Linked DNA regions of Mus musculus: region 2 is linked to region 1. Evidence: chromatin contacts called from public HiChIP or PLAC-seq data. All regions are on one chromosome and are shown on one strand. Each heading gives the region's core, a stretch centred on a gene start, on an enhancer-like site or on the middle of the called end of the contact. The rest is flanking DNA. Distances are from core to core; before and after follow the strand shown. Region 1 has its middle 25 kb from the start of Mir29b-1. Region 2 holds the start of LOC115490343 (a long non-coding RNA gene).

Region 1 (6,106 bases), core at 1,927-4,426:
CAATGCCACCTGTTTCTTCCTCCAGGCCTGTACTTCCTTCTGGCATCTTGTGTCATAGATCCCTAGTGAGCAACAGTACACAGTAACTAAGCCATTACGCTGACTTTGCTCTATCTGCCTGCTCACTCCTCTCTCTGGAGTCCATTACCTCCAAATCCGCTCATCATAGCTCTGCCGAGTCAGGTGCCTCTTTATCTTGCCCAACCTGTCCCCCAGTCAAGTCCTCTTAACTGCTGCCTGCTCATCTTTCCAAGTCACACACCTCACCAGGCATGTTCTTGAAATCTCCAGGCCACCCCTGTGGCACACTAGTCCCGTGCTCACGGTGGTTCCCCCAACATCTGCTCCCACTGCCTTCTGCCACACCTCCTAGGTCCATGCCCCTGTGTACCTGGATCCTCAGGGGAACGGCTCACCACTAACTCCTTCATCTTGCTAACCTCAGTGGCTGCCCTTTGGGGGAAAGTCTGGACTTCAACTCCATCAGGAAGCCACACAGGGTAGTGGTTGAATGCCACAAGCCCCCACCACACGCTGCTCTATGTCCCCACAGTAGTGTAATCAGGCACTGTCATCTTCCTTTTGAACCTATCACAGTAGGCCCTACATGTTGAAAAAATAAAACGTTCTACCACTCAAAATAGCTACTTACTTTCATCTTTAGAAAGTTATCACCAAAGATGTCATCACATGTCTAAGCTCAGCTATTTTATCACCTTTCTTATCTGTTTATCACAGCCAGAAAATGTATTGATGATTCCTGTGTCATGGCCGTAGTTCTTTGGATTTTTCTGGATGTATTTACTTGCAGGAGTCTATCACAAAAGGGTCACACACATTCCTAAACCAGCCGCCGGCTATACACCGTGCTGCAAGTGAAGACCAAGTGGGCGGCACAGAGGCAAGGAGACACGAGAAGTCAAACAGTTACTGCACAGGACTCTCAGCAACAGCCCCACCCCCACCCCTTCACACTAAAACCCCCAGCCTCGTTATCTTTTCCTAGAAGGGTGCAATTTCTGTTGATTGTGCATCAGCACTTCACAATCGCTGAACATTTTCCTCTGAATGTGACTCCAACCGAGTACACTGAGCCTGGCGGACTCATCTGCCCCTCTTAACCTCTGTGGCACGTCCATGTCTTCTTTTTCCACAATGGCCCCATGGTACTGGTTTCAATGCAACTCATGAGCTCAAAGGGCTGGATTTATTTTTTCCAGACACTGTTCCTTTTGTTCTCAACCACCTCCTCATATGCTTCTCCCACCACGTTTCTTCCAGGCGTGTAACCACCTCTCCAATTTGTTATGAATGACACCTTCAAGTTCAAGTGACCCTACCTGATTTGGTGGCACACACAAAAAGTGGTTATGAATCCTTAGCTCTCTACCCAAAGTCATACTCCTTTATAGATGCGCCTGGCTAATCGGACAGGGATTCTGGGCTCCACACGTGACCATCCTGAGGGTATCAACCACTCTCTATTACTTACTTAGTCGTGTGTTCTCCACCCTTGTGTCTTTTCCTCTGGCTCTGTATTTCCACCCAGCAGCCACATGGAGTGACTTCTGGCCTGGCTGTTTCCTGCTTTTAACAGCAGTTCTTTGGGAAGTCTAACTGCCCAGAAGGGTAAGCCCCCCCCCCCCCAACCCCCTGAGAGTGCAACCCAGCCTCCTATACCTGCTGCATCTGGAGAGGGGTCTCCATTTCTGTGGATGCCTCCATGTGCAAGCAAAAGTGTAATGACGTGGTTAAAGGATTCGTGGCTTCTATCAGCATCTTGGGGTGGGGGGTGGGGAGGGAGGGCTAGAATCTAGAACAGATTGATAACTCTAACTCTGCAGCGTTAGGACATAACAGTATACTAAACAGACATGACCCAATAGACTGTACCCTCTACTCAGCCCCTTGGTGGGAGAGTAAGAACGCCCACAGCCGTCACCTAACAAGCATCCCTTACACTAATTAAGGATATGATCTGGACATGGGATCAGGAGGAGGCAGTCAGCACAGCTAACCCAGAGAGTAGCATACACATCTTCAGGGCTATCTTCTCTAAGTCTGCTCTTACACGGGACCAAAGCACTTTCTTTGTTCTCTTCTGAGGTTTATTTACTAGCACTGGTGAGAAAGAAAAGCACCAGGAATCACAAGTCTCTGCACACAGACATGTCACTTCCTCAAATGTGCATCTTACGGATCTACCTCACGTTTCGCTTTAAATAATAAAACTACAACTTCATTTTTATGTATATGCTATAAAAACAAACAAAAAAATCTTAATTCTTAGCTCCCATGGTTATCTGTAGGTCATGTGTGCTTCTGTAGTCAGGATCACACACAGAGTCCTCTTCATAGTAAATGTGAAATGTGTTACACACACGACAACCAGCAAAGATAGTTCTTTGAAGCTCTTCCTTTGATGAAATGCCATTTATAAGTTTTTAAGCAAGAATCAGTGAGCTTCAAAAAAAATACTCACGGTTGAACGGTCACCCAAGGATCCCCAAGTGCAGGCTGGGCTTGTCCTGGAAGCAGAGGACTGAATTCCACAGGAGAGCCAAGAGCGGGCCAGCAGAAAGCATGAATGCTAGCAGCACCTTCCTCCAGCCCATCACAATCCCAGGCTGAGACCCTGCAGTCCTGAACAGCGACAATAAAACCACATTAGGTTGTTTTCCCAATTCCTACGAAATGAGTCAGTAGGTCAAACAACTGATCCACTTGAGAGAACAATCCCTGCAGCTACACTCCCCGCTTCCAGTAACTGGGCTCATTCTCTCTGCCCTGCACAAAGTGCTCCCACTAACCCAGGAGCCCATGGGGCCTGGCAGACCCAGAGTGGGTACTGTCAGATAGTCAGTCTCTGCTGGGGTTAGCATCCTCCTTGGACAGAGGCTACTGCTAGTAGTGCCATACAGCTTCCTCAGAGTTACAGAAAAACTTCTCTGTTAAGACCCTAAGTCATTTATCTCCTTCACACCAAAGAAGGGTCTTAGTGCTTAAAACAGAAACCCAATAGTTACCCCTCTGAAAGCTCCCCCTAAAACAAATAAAACCACTTCCTTCTGCAAAAATACCTTCTCCTCCTCAAAAGATCTCCATATTCAGAAGACAGAGTGGTAATTCAATCATCCACACTGTTCAAACACACCCCAGGGTCCTCCTGCTGCTCGGCAGAACCATCCACTGGGCTTCAGGAAGCAGAAGTGTGTAAGAGCTGCCAGCAGTCTTTTAAATCCACGGCTCAAGTTGCTGAACACCTTGGGAAACTACCACCTACTCACCCAGAGGAGAGCTGATTCAAATAGTAACCTTCTGCATTGGAAACCACCAGCTACTACTGCTGAGAGGTCCGTAATTCCAAGAACTCATCCAAACAGGCAGATCTAAGGACACACAGCTCGACACACAGGGCTAGGTCAGCTGTGACAGCTCTTCAGTGGGAGACTTTTGCTTTCTGAATCCACAGGGCTTACTTACTTTCTTTTCTTTTTAAAGACAAGGTCTCATTTTCATCTTGAGAAAATGTCTGATCAAGCCACCAACTGAAAACCTGCCATTATAAACGAGAGATTTCACAATGCTCATTCCAAAATCTGCGGCTATTCATTTCTGGAAGTGACTCACTGAGAAAGGACGGCTGTTGGGGGTGGGAGGGAGAGATCATTTTTAGGAGACCGCCTGCACTCTGAGAACTGAGCAGAAACCCCACGGTGGCTACCACGTGTGTGGAGCGACCCCAGCTCAGCTCTGAGTCACACCCCCCCCCCCAATCCAGATGACACGCCATGACCAGTCTCCTCGTGAAAGCCACGGTGGACAAAAAGCCCTTTGGGCTGTGCACCCACCCTCATGGCTGCCTCTCGGGGCTATTTTCACATAAATCAGGAGGGAGGCAGCAGCATTTGCCACCTGTCAGGACTGACTCCGCGGCTGGTGAGTAACCAGCCACCGAGTCCCACTTCCTGTGACTATTTCCAAAAGACCCCATGCTATTTCCTTCAGGAAAATACGAAGTGCAAAGCAGAGCTACGGGAAGGAGAGACAGCCCCAAGAGCAAAGCTAAAAGCCTGCAATGTGATCGCTGTTTACCCAGCCACGCCTAGTTTTAATTTGGTTTCCCAACCCCTGTGTAATTAAGACTGCCAAAGAGAATAGCATTTGGGGTGGGGGTGGAGGGTGAGATCCACAAATGCTTAGACCTTCTGAGTGCGTGACCAGAAAAGCAATTGTAAGACTCAAGAGAACCCATCTGAAGCTGACTGGAGCATTAACCCTTGCAGGAGAGAGAAAGTTGGTTTTGTTTATTCCCAAATTTCAAACATGAAATCCTCTTTCCTCCCAGATGGCATTAAACAGAGTCTACTGCCACTCCCTAGGTTCGTAGAAGGAACCATTTTCAGAGCCGTTTATGGGACAGTCACGTTAACAGCAGCGCACACGTCATCCAACACTAAGGTGTCCTTTGAAGCTGCCATTGAAGTATGGTGTTTGGTGTTTTGCCAAACCTATTAGTTTATGCCAGGAAGAAGGGTATAGGAGCTCCTGACGGCAGGCTGCTCAGATGCATGGGGAAGGTAGAGTATCAGTCGTGGCAGGGTTTCTTTCTGAGGACACCATGCATGCTGGAGAAAGGCAGCCTTTTCCTAAGAGCTCGCCCTTGCCTTACATGGTCCAGCTGAGAATGAGCCTTCATTCTGGGTGAGGGGAGGGTGGGGGGAACCGGTGGGGGGAGGGTGTGTGTCAATGCCAGAGGAGGGTACACAAGCCTCTGCAATCGACAACTTCGGAGTAGAGACAGAGCAAGTCCTTCCTGGTTTTGTTTCAGCGCCTTTGGATGTTTTGGCCTGACTCTCTTCTTTCTTGTTTTTGGATACTAAGAAGGGACATGCTGTTTTGAACATTTTTACAAATGGTCATGTTGTTGATGTTGCTGCTGCTTGCCTTTGGCAGCACTGGGGACTGGACTCAGGGCTTCACACAGGTTAGGCAAGTCGCTCTCTATGGGGCTATATCCACAGGCCATCAGACTGATACTGGGAACCATTTGCATAATGTGAACATATTTCACCAGTTATAACTGGAGATGAGAATACACACTCACCCTGCTGCCCTCACCTTTGAGACCTTATGGTTGTCCTCAGTGAGAGAGCATGAGTCTACAAGTCCTGCTGCTGCTATGCTGGTGGGAGGAAGGACGTTGACTGGTATTCTGAGCACTGCTCAAATGCTTGGATAGCTCATTTCCCATCTTGCCAACAGGAAGCCTCCCTCCCCTAGTGTCACACACATACCAGGTTCAAATCTCAAGGGTGGTGCGTGTGGCTAGTCCCGTCCTCTCTGACTGCCGACGGAACAGTCCTGGGAGGTCAGTCCTGAAGTATTGGATAGGGGGGAAGGGAACATAAAGCCAAACTAGAAGGCCATGAAGCAGAAGCTAAGGAGGGGCACAGGGGACACATGCCAAGCAGATGGTGGCTTTGGAGGTCACTGCTGTCCTTGAGAGATGTGCTCACTTGGGTGGGTGCCCTATGGCTGGACACTCCAAATGTGACTGGATCCCGAGGCTGCTTCACATCTTCCTGCCACTTGCATTGTTGTGGATACCATACAAGTGTACAGAGTCCACCCTCTTCAAACAAAATAAAACCCTGACACAAAAGTGCTCCGTCTGCGTAACATTTACTCAAAGTTCTCCTTCAAACAACGGAAACAAGTGAACCCGTTGTGTTTGTGCCTTTACGGGACAGGAGACACAGTGGTAGGACATTTGGGTAGGACACAAGCTCTGGGGTCCAGCTCCTTTTGTGAATCTGCTCTCAGGCAGGCCACCCGACCTAATTAGGCCAGTTTAATCATCTGGTGACACACAGGCCTGCCTCGTGCTCTACTCAAGCAATTTTCTGGGCAACCTTATAGGCTAAGGGCCACTATTACCCCATCCTAGAGATAAGGAAACAGAGGGAGCTTGGGGACGTACCTAAGGTTGGCCAATCAGTGGGCGGTGGACAAGGCACTCAAAAGCCATGGGAGGGTGACCTTGACTTGTGCCCCAGAGCCCGCCAGCCACCTCCATGAGGTGCGCCGAGAGTGGCAGAGCATT
Region 2 (6,017 bases), core at 2,913-5,412, 280 kb after region 1:
GTGCTCTATTTGAATATACCTGAATGCCAGAAGAGGGCATCAGATCCCATTATAGATGGTTGTGAGCCACCTTGTGGTTGCTGGGAGTTGAACCCAGGTCTTCTGGAAGAGCAGCCAGAGCTCTTAAGTGCTGAGCCATCTCTTCAGCTCTTAATGTTTTTTAAATAAACTAAGTATCTGGTTTCCAAAGTCGTTTGCATCTCAGCTTTTCCAGAAGTAACTGATCTTTTAAAGATACTTTTAACTACACAGAATATTAGCTTGCAGTGTTAAGCATGCATATAAGCAGTATACATATTTTTCTACAGCCCCTTTTCTCACCATGATGCCTTTGAGATTTATGCATGTGACACTAATAGAACTAATCTGTTCTTAAGAACATGTTAATATTATACCATGGAGTACCAAAATAATACTATCCTGCTGTATGACTGTTTTCCACTCTAGGCTCCCAGAAGTAGAAATTCATTATGTCAATAGTTTTGGTGGTGGTGGTTATTTTTGTTTGTTTTTTTTTTTTTTTAGATTTCAGTTCTTCGTGCCACCCACATCCTTGAGTATGTCTCCTGAGACACATATGGGAGTCTGTCTGGGGTATAGATTAGGATGGAAATTGCCCCAAATTGATATGTACCTTTGACTTTACCAGGTTGCTTTAGAGGCTATTCTGCACAGTAGTAGCTTAACCATATTTTTCCCCCTCTCTCATCAATGATTTATGAGAGTGTCTCTTGCTCCACGCTGAGAACCAATGCCACCAAGTCTGTAAAGTCATCAGGCTGGAGAGATTGCTTAGTGGGCAAAGAACCTTGCTGGTGAGCCTGACACCCTGAGTTCCATGTCCCAGACCCACACAGTGAGAGAAGACTTCCTCATGTTGTCCTCTAATCACCACACCTGTGCTAAGGCCCACATCCGCTACATGAATACATGTAATTATTAGGAAATAAACATCTACCTGGGGCTCTCATAGATTCTAATAGCATAGCTTAAGAGGAAAATTGGAAACAGGTTTCAGATGTTTGATGGGTGGAGATCCTCTCTCCCCCACATGTGTGTATGTACAACAGCCTAACGCATTGACACGTGGGTGTTAGTTAACTGTATGTCACTGTGACTACATGCCTGACAGTGTCCGTTTAAGGGAGGGGAGATTTACGCTGGTTCATGGTTTCAGGCACTATGGCCCGTTATGGAAGGGAGACCGTGGCATTGCTGTTGGTTGGGCTTTGGCAGATTATTCACATTCTGGCTGGCCAGGAAGCAGAGAGCTTAATAGGAAAGGGGGCTGGGTTTTAACCTTCAAAACTCCACCCTCAAAGACTCACCTCTGCCAGTTATAGCTCCTGCCACACAGTTTGACAATCTTCCAAAACAGCGCCACCAGCTGGCACCAAGTGCTAGCACATGAACCATGAGAGAGTTCATACTGAACTGCCTACAGACACATCTATGTTGGCTGTGCTTAGATCATCAAGAAAGGTCTGCAAACCTTGCAGATACATATTTTTGTTTGGTTGGGGTTTTGTTTGTTTTGTTGTTGGTTTTGTTTTGTTTTTGAGACAAGGTGATATAGAAATTGCAATCCTCCTGCCTCAGCCATTCAAGAGCTAGAATTATGGACCACCACACCCACCCAGCACTGGAGATGCATTTGAAAGACAGCAGGATGTGATTTGCCAGTCCATAGGGTGGAACTTAAAGCCCTACCTTTGCCAGTTACACTGACAGGAGGTGGTTGGTCCCTTTCTCGATGCTTAGGACAGGGTACCCTTTAGAGCCGCCTGGCAGCCTGCTGGGCGGTGTCACTGTGTGGCTTTTTCAAAGCCCAGAGGAATCTGAGACGCAAGTGAGAGGAACGATGCGTGAAAACAAAAGGCAGTGGAAAGAGTGACCAGCCAGCAGGCTCCGGCAGGCTAGAACGCTCTGTCCTTGTTATTGCTGCTTCATGAAAATGCCGCGGGCCTTCTGGCAGGGTCTACAAGGTAGAAGCTTCCTGGGAAAACAAAGACCAGGGATGCGGACCTGGAGGTTGGGGTTCTAGTTTCCCACTTCCCTATGGATGCTCCACAGAGAGGTCAGAGACCCCAGCGCCCCCTGTGTCTGCTGACCTTTCTTCTGTCCTGGCTGCTTTCCCGAGAGGTTTTTCCCTCCCACTCACAAGCAGCGAGCTCTGGTCTCAGAGGCCTAGCAGGACTCAACTGGAAGAGAGGCTGGGTGGTGCCTGCTGTCGGTAGAGAGATCTAAAGGTCAGCAGAGGGGAAGCAGCCGGGCCCTCCATCCTGGCCAAGGCGCGTTTGTCACAAAGCAATGACTCTGCTTGAGATGTCCTCATTCCCCCTGTTTCCTTCTGAGCTCGGAAGGACTGGCTACTGCCACACTAAGGCAGCCTCTCTTCAATCTTCAAGAAACCAGGAAAGGGAAGAGCCCGAGTTTCTACTCCTTGGAAGAATTCTGGATTCACCAGAAGTCATCCTTCACATTCCCTCTTCAGAGTCTCCTTTCTTTGATCTATAAAATACCAGATTGCAAAGAAGGGACTTAGTCCACATTCTCCTTTTGTCTTAAAAAGTGGCTGTGAGGACAGCGGTAAAAATAGACCTTTGCGGATACAATAGGACTGAGTAGGGTGTGGTTCGCTGGCAGCTGCACAAGCCCTTGTTTCTTTTGGTCTTGGAATGTTCCAGACTTTGCCTCTGCCTGGTGAAATCCTAAAACACTAGCTTCAAAGTGGCTCCTTGGGAGTGAGACTCCTGTCTCTAGAGTCAGCCATTCCCTTCTTTCTGATCCCCTAGCACTTCACTCTTACAAAAGGCATACATTGGAGCTGTGGAGGGGGGGTCTCAGGAAGACCCCCCTCCTTTCTCTAGACCCTCTCTCTCCTCTCTCTGTCTGTCTGTCTGTCTCTCTGTCTCTCTCTTTCTCTCTCTCCCTCCCTCCTTTTCAGTACTACATGGTGGAAAGGGATTGAGGAAGACCCCCGACATCCTTCTGCATACATATACATATACACACAAATGTATACACACACATGCACACAAGCATATATAACATCATATTTTGTTATAATTGCTTATTTGGGATTATGCCTTATTGCTTTTCCTCAGCATCTATAGACTGTATTTTAGCATCATAGTTCCTTAATAGGTGTTTATCATATGAGTCAAGGTTTCTTGGCACTTGTATTTCTGTCTCAAGTGTTTATTTTGTCTGTTTGACTGCGTGCTTGCTGATTTTTTTTTCAGTGCTGTGGACAGGTATTCCTGTCCACACTCAGGAATTCAAACACACTAAACAAGTAGTCTACCATTGCATACCCCCTCTATCCCTGCCTCTGTTTCTCAATTAGCCCTGGCCTCTTCTTCCTTAGGGTGAAATGCTGGCCGTTTCAGTTCAATGTAGAATACAGGGTTTGCTAAAATGAAATGTAATTTCTTTCCTAAGGAATTGTTCTAGTAGGAATGTGTTTCAGATAGATCACTTCTGCTACAGGTACAGGAACTGTTTTCAGGAAACATTGCCACCATTACCTCCGAGAGGCAAGTTAGTGGTTGTTATTTTCCATTTACAGATGGGCAATTGGAAGTTTTCCTTTTCATTTACCAATCACTCTGCTTAAAGAAGTATGTGAGGAGTGTTGAGGGTTCCCAAGGTGTGAGAGACGGCTCTGAAGAAGGTTATCCTCCTCTCTGAAAGAAAAGACATTTGCACATGAAGGCAGCTGTGATTTGGGAGCCGTGATGTGAGGTGTGTGAATGGTCCCAGCAGAACTTCCAAATGGAATATAAAAGGTAGGTCAAAGAGTGTCCAGCCAGCAGGAGTGTGGCCATCACTGTGCCGTTTGAGGTGGATAGATTCTGTGCTGTTTGGTGTCCATTTGGCCTCTGTTGGTTTCTTGTGACTGCTGTAACAAATTAGCACAAACTGGCTGACTTAAAACAACAGAATTTTATTTTTCTTCCAGTTCTAGAGGCCACCAGTCTAAAATGAAGGTTTGGGCAGGGTCAAAGTCTCTTGAGGCTTGGAGGGGGCAGGGATAATCGGTCTCCTGTTTCTTCCAGTTAGTGATAGCCTCAGGCTTTCTTTGGTTCCTGGCCACTCCAGTCTAATCTGTTTCTGTGGTCACATGGACTCCTCCAACGTTGTAAACCTCCCCCTGCTACTCCCTGTAGGAATGTGTGTGACTGAACTAAGGTCCCACCCAGATTGTGGGCTAAGCCTCCCCTCTCATGACCCTCAACTGAAATCACGACTTTTGCCATGGAATGCAGTAAGTACCATTGGGTTCTGGAATCAGGCTGTGCACATTTACTAGGGGACAGGGAAGACTATATTCTTCTCTGCCCTGGGCTGTAGTTGATAATCTGTTACCCCCATGCTATGTCACCTGGCTTCCTTTGTCCTCTGGCTAACCCTTGGGCTTTCGAATGGGAGACATTAGTAAATCTCAGAGAGGAGGAGGAAGAGGCAGTGAGGCTCCCGTCTTTAGCAGGGTGCTCTCATGATCACTAGCAGTGATAGCCATGTTCTGCCATACTTCCTGTTCTTTCTGGGACTCTGTTCCCTTTTCTCTTCATCCCTGGCTTCTACTAACACGATTCTGCTAGTGCCTAGCACCCTAACTACCCATAACTCTGCCTATGCCCTGTAGATATGTCCTAACCACCTGATTTTCAAAGCCTCAGTTGATTATGACTTCAGGTTCCTGCCATGATCTGGGCTGATAAAAATCTCAAGAGGCAATGCCATTGTTTCAACAGAGCTAAACTCAGGGGACCACAAGCTATGCTGAAACAGCATGAAGTGCTGTTTCTATATCCTGCTGGTGTCTTGCTGTCATGACTCTTACCTCTGCTGGCCTTGCTCCATGGTGCTTCTTATTTTATTTTATATTTTATTTCATTCTTCCACCCATGCCATCTGCTGCCGCCCTGGTGTCTGCCACCGTTGACCGTGGCTGTCATCTTCCATGTGCCATTTATTTATTTATTTATTTATTTATTTATTTATTTATTTGGTTTTTCGAGGGTTTCTCTGTATAGTCCTGGCTGTGCTGGAACTCACTCTGTAGACCAGGCTGACCTTGAACTCAGAAATTCGCCTGCCTCTGCCTCCCAAGTGCTGGGATTAAAGGCGTGTGCCACCATTCCCGGCCTTCCATGTGCCATTTAGTTCAGTGCTGATGCCCTCTAGTTTTATTTCACACCCTGTCCCTTAAAGGGGCCCAGCTGGGTCAACAGTTATTGTCCCAGCATCATCAAAGAGTAGATTTAGAAGGATGAGAAGTTACTAAAGGTTTTTAAACATGGGGAGCAAGATAAAATCCATCTTAGGACTACTTACAGCCGGGCGTGGTGGCGCACGCCTTTAATCCCAGCACTCGGGAGGCAGAGACAGGCAGATTTCTGAGTTTGAGGCCAGCCTGGTCTACATAGTGAGTTCCAGGACAGCCAGGGCTACACAGAGAAACCCTGTCTCCAAAAAAAACCAGGACTACTTACTTGATGGCAGGAGTCAGTGTGGAAACAAAGAGAAAAGTTAAAAAACAATTATAATAGTCCGAGTGAGAATGTGGGGGTCCAAACCTGGCAAAGGGAAGGCTCCTGTGAGACACTCAGGAAATGAGGCATGCAGGAGCAAGCCAGTTATGAGTTCCCAGCTCTGAATTCCTTTTAGCACCAAGGTCTCATTCAATAGTTTTACTTTGTTTTCAAACAAACTTCACATTTTAAGGGAAATATGCAAATACCGCTCGGCGTGCTGATACTGACAGCATGATTTTTAAGATTTATTTTTATCTTTGTGTGTATGTATATATGTATGACATCATTATCAGCTATTATCTCTTGGAACACACTCAAGCGAATCCAAGAAGCGGTGGTCCTATGAAGAGAAATTGAACTTGAATATTTTATTTAGTTTATGTTTTCTAGAAAAACAGAACCCAAACTGAGACATTAAGCCAATGTTTTATTTAGGAGATGAGATCCTGGGGCAGCGGCGAGTTGAGAGGAAAA

The links. HiChIP or PLAC-seq counts read pairs in DNA pulled down with a chosen protein or histone mark.
Region 2: a contact with region 1 is called in an H3K27ac HiChIP or PLAC-seq map of trophoblast stem cells, with 12 read pairs. The contact joins two enhancer-like sites. A contact is called at or near these places in 7 of 484 Hi-C or Micro-C datasets (brown adipocytes, embryonic stem cells, palatal mesenchyme and 1 more), 6 of 115 datasets of contacts at active chromatin or transcription factors (bone marrow-derived macrophages, embryonic stem cells, extraembryonic endoderm stem cells and 1 more) and 1 of 9 other capture datasets (embryonic stem cells).

The regions. Positions count from the first base shown.
Region 1 is chr6:31,085,010-31,091,115 of GRCm38.p6, forward strand. No RefSeq gene overlaps it. Among named protein-coding and RNA genes, the nearest start is that of Mir29b-1, 25 kb to the left of the region's middle. Within about 2 kb of position 3,177, at least 182 of the 459 cell types and tissues checked have an H3K27ac peak or open chromatin away from gene starts, as enhancers often do. A contact at or near this core is called in bone marrow-derived macrophages and trophoblast stem cells, where this site is marked.
Region 2 is chr6:31,368,704-31,374,720 of GRCm38.p6, forward strand. The region is part of intron 2 of Mkln1os (muskelin 1, intracellular mediator containing kelch motifs, opposite strand); the gene reads right to left. It overlaps LOC115490343 (a long non-coding RNA gene), which reads left to right and starts at 101. Exons shown (of 2, transcript XR_003956274.1): 1 at 101-3,791; 2 at 5,979-6,017. Within about 2 kb of position 4,163, at least 42 of the 459 cell types and tissues checked have an H3K27ac peak or open chromatin away from gene starts, as enhancers often do. A contact at or near this core is called in bone marrow-derived macrophages and trophoblast stem cells, where this site is marked.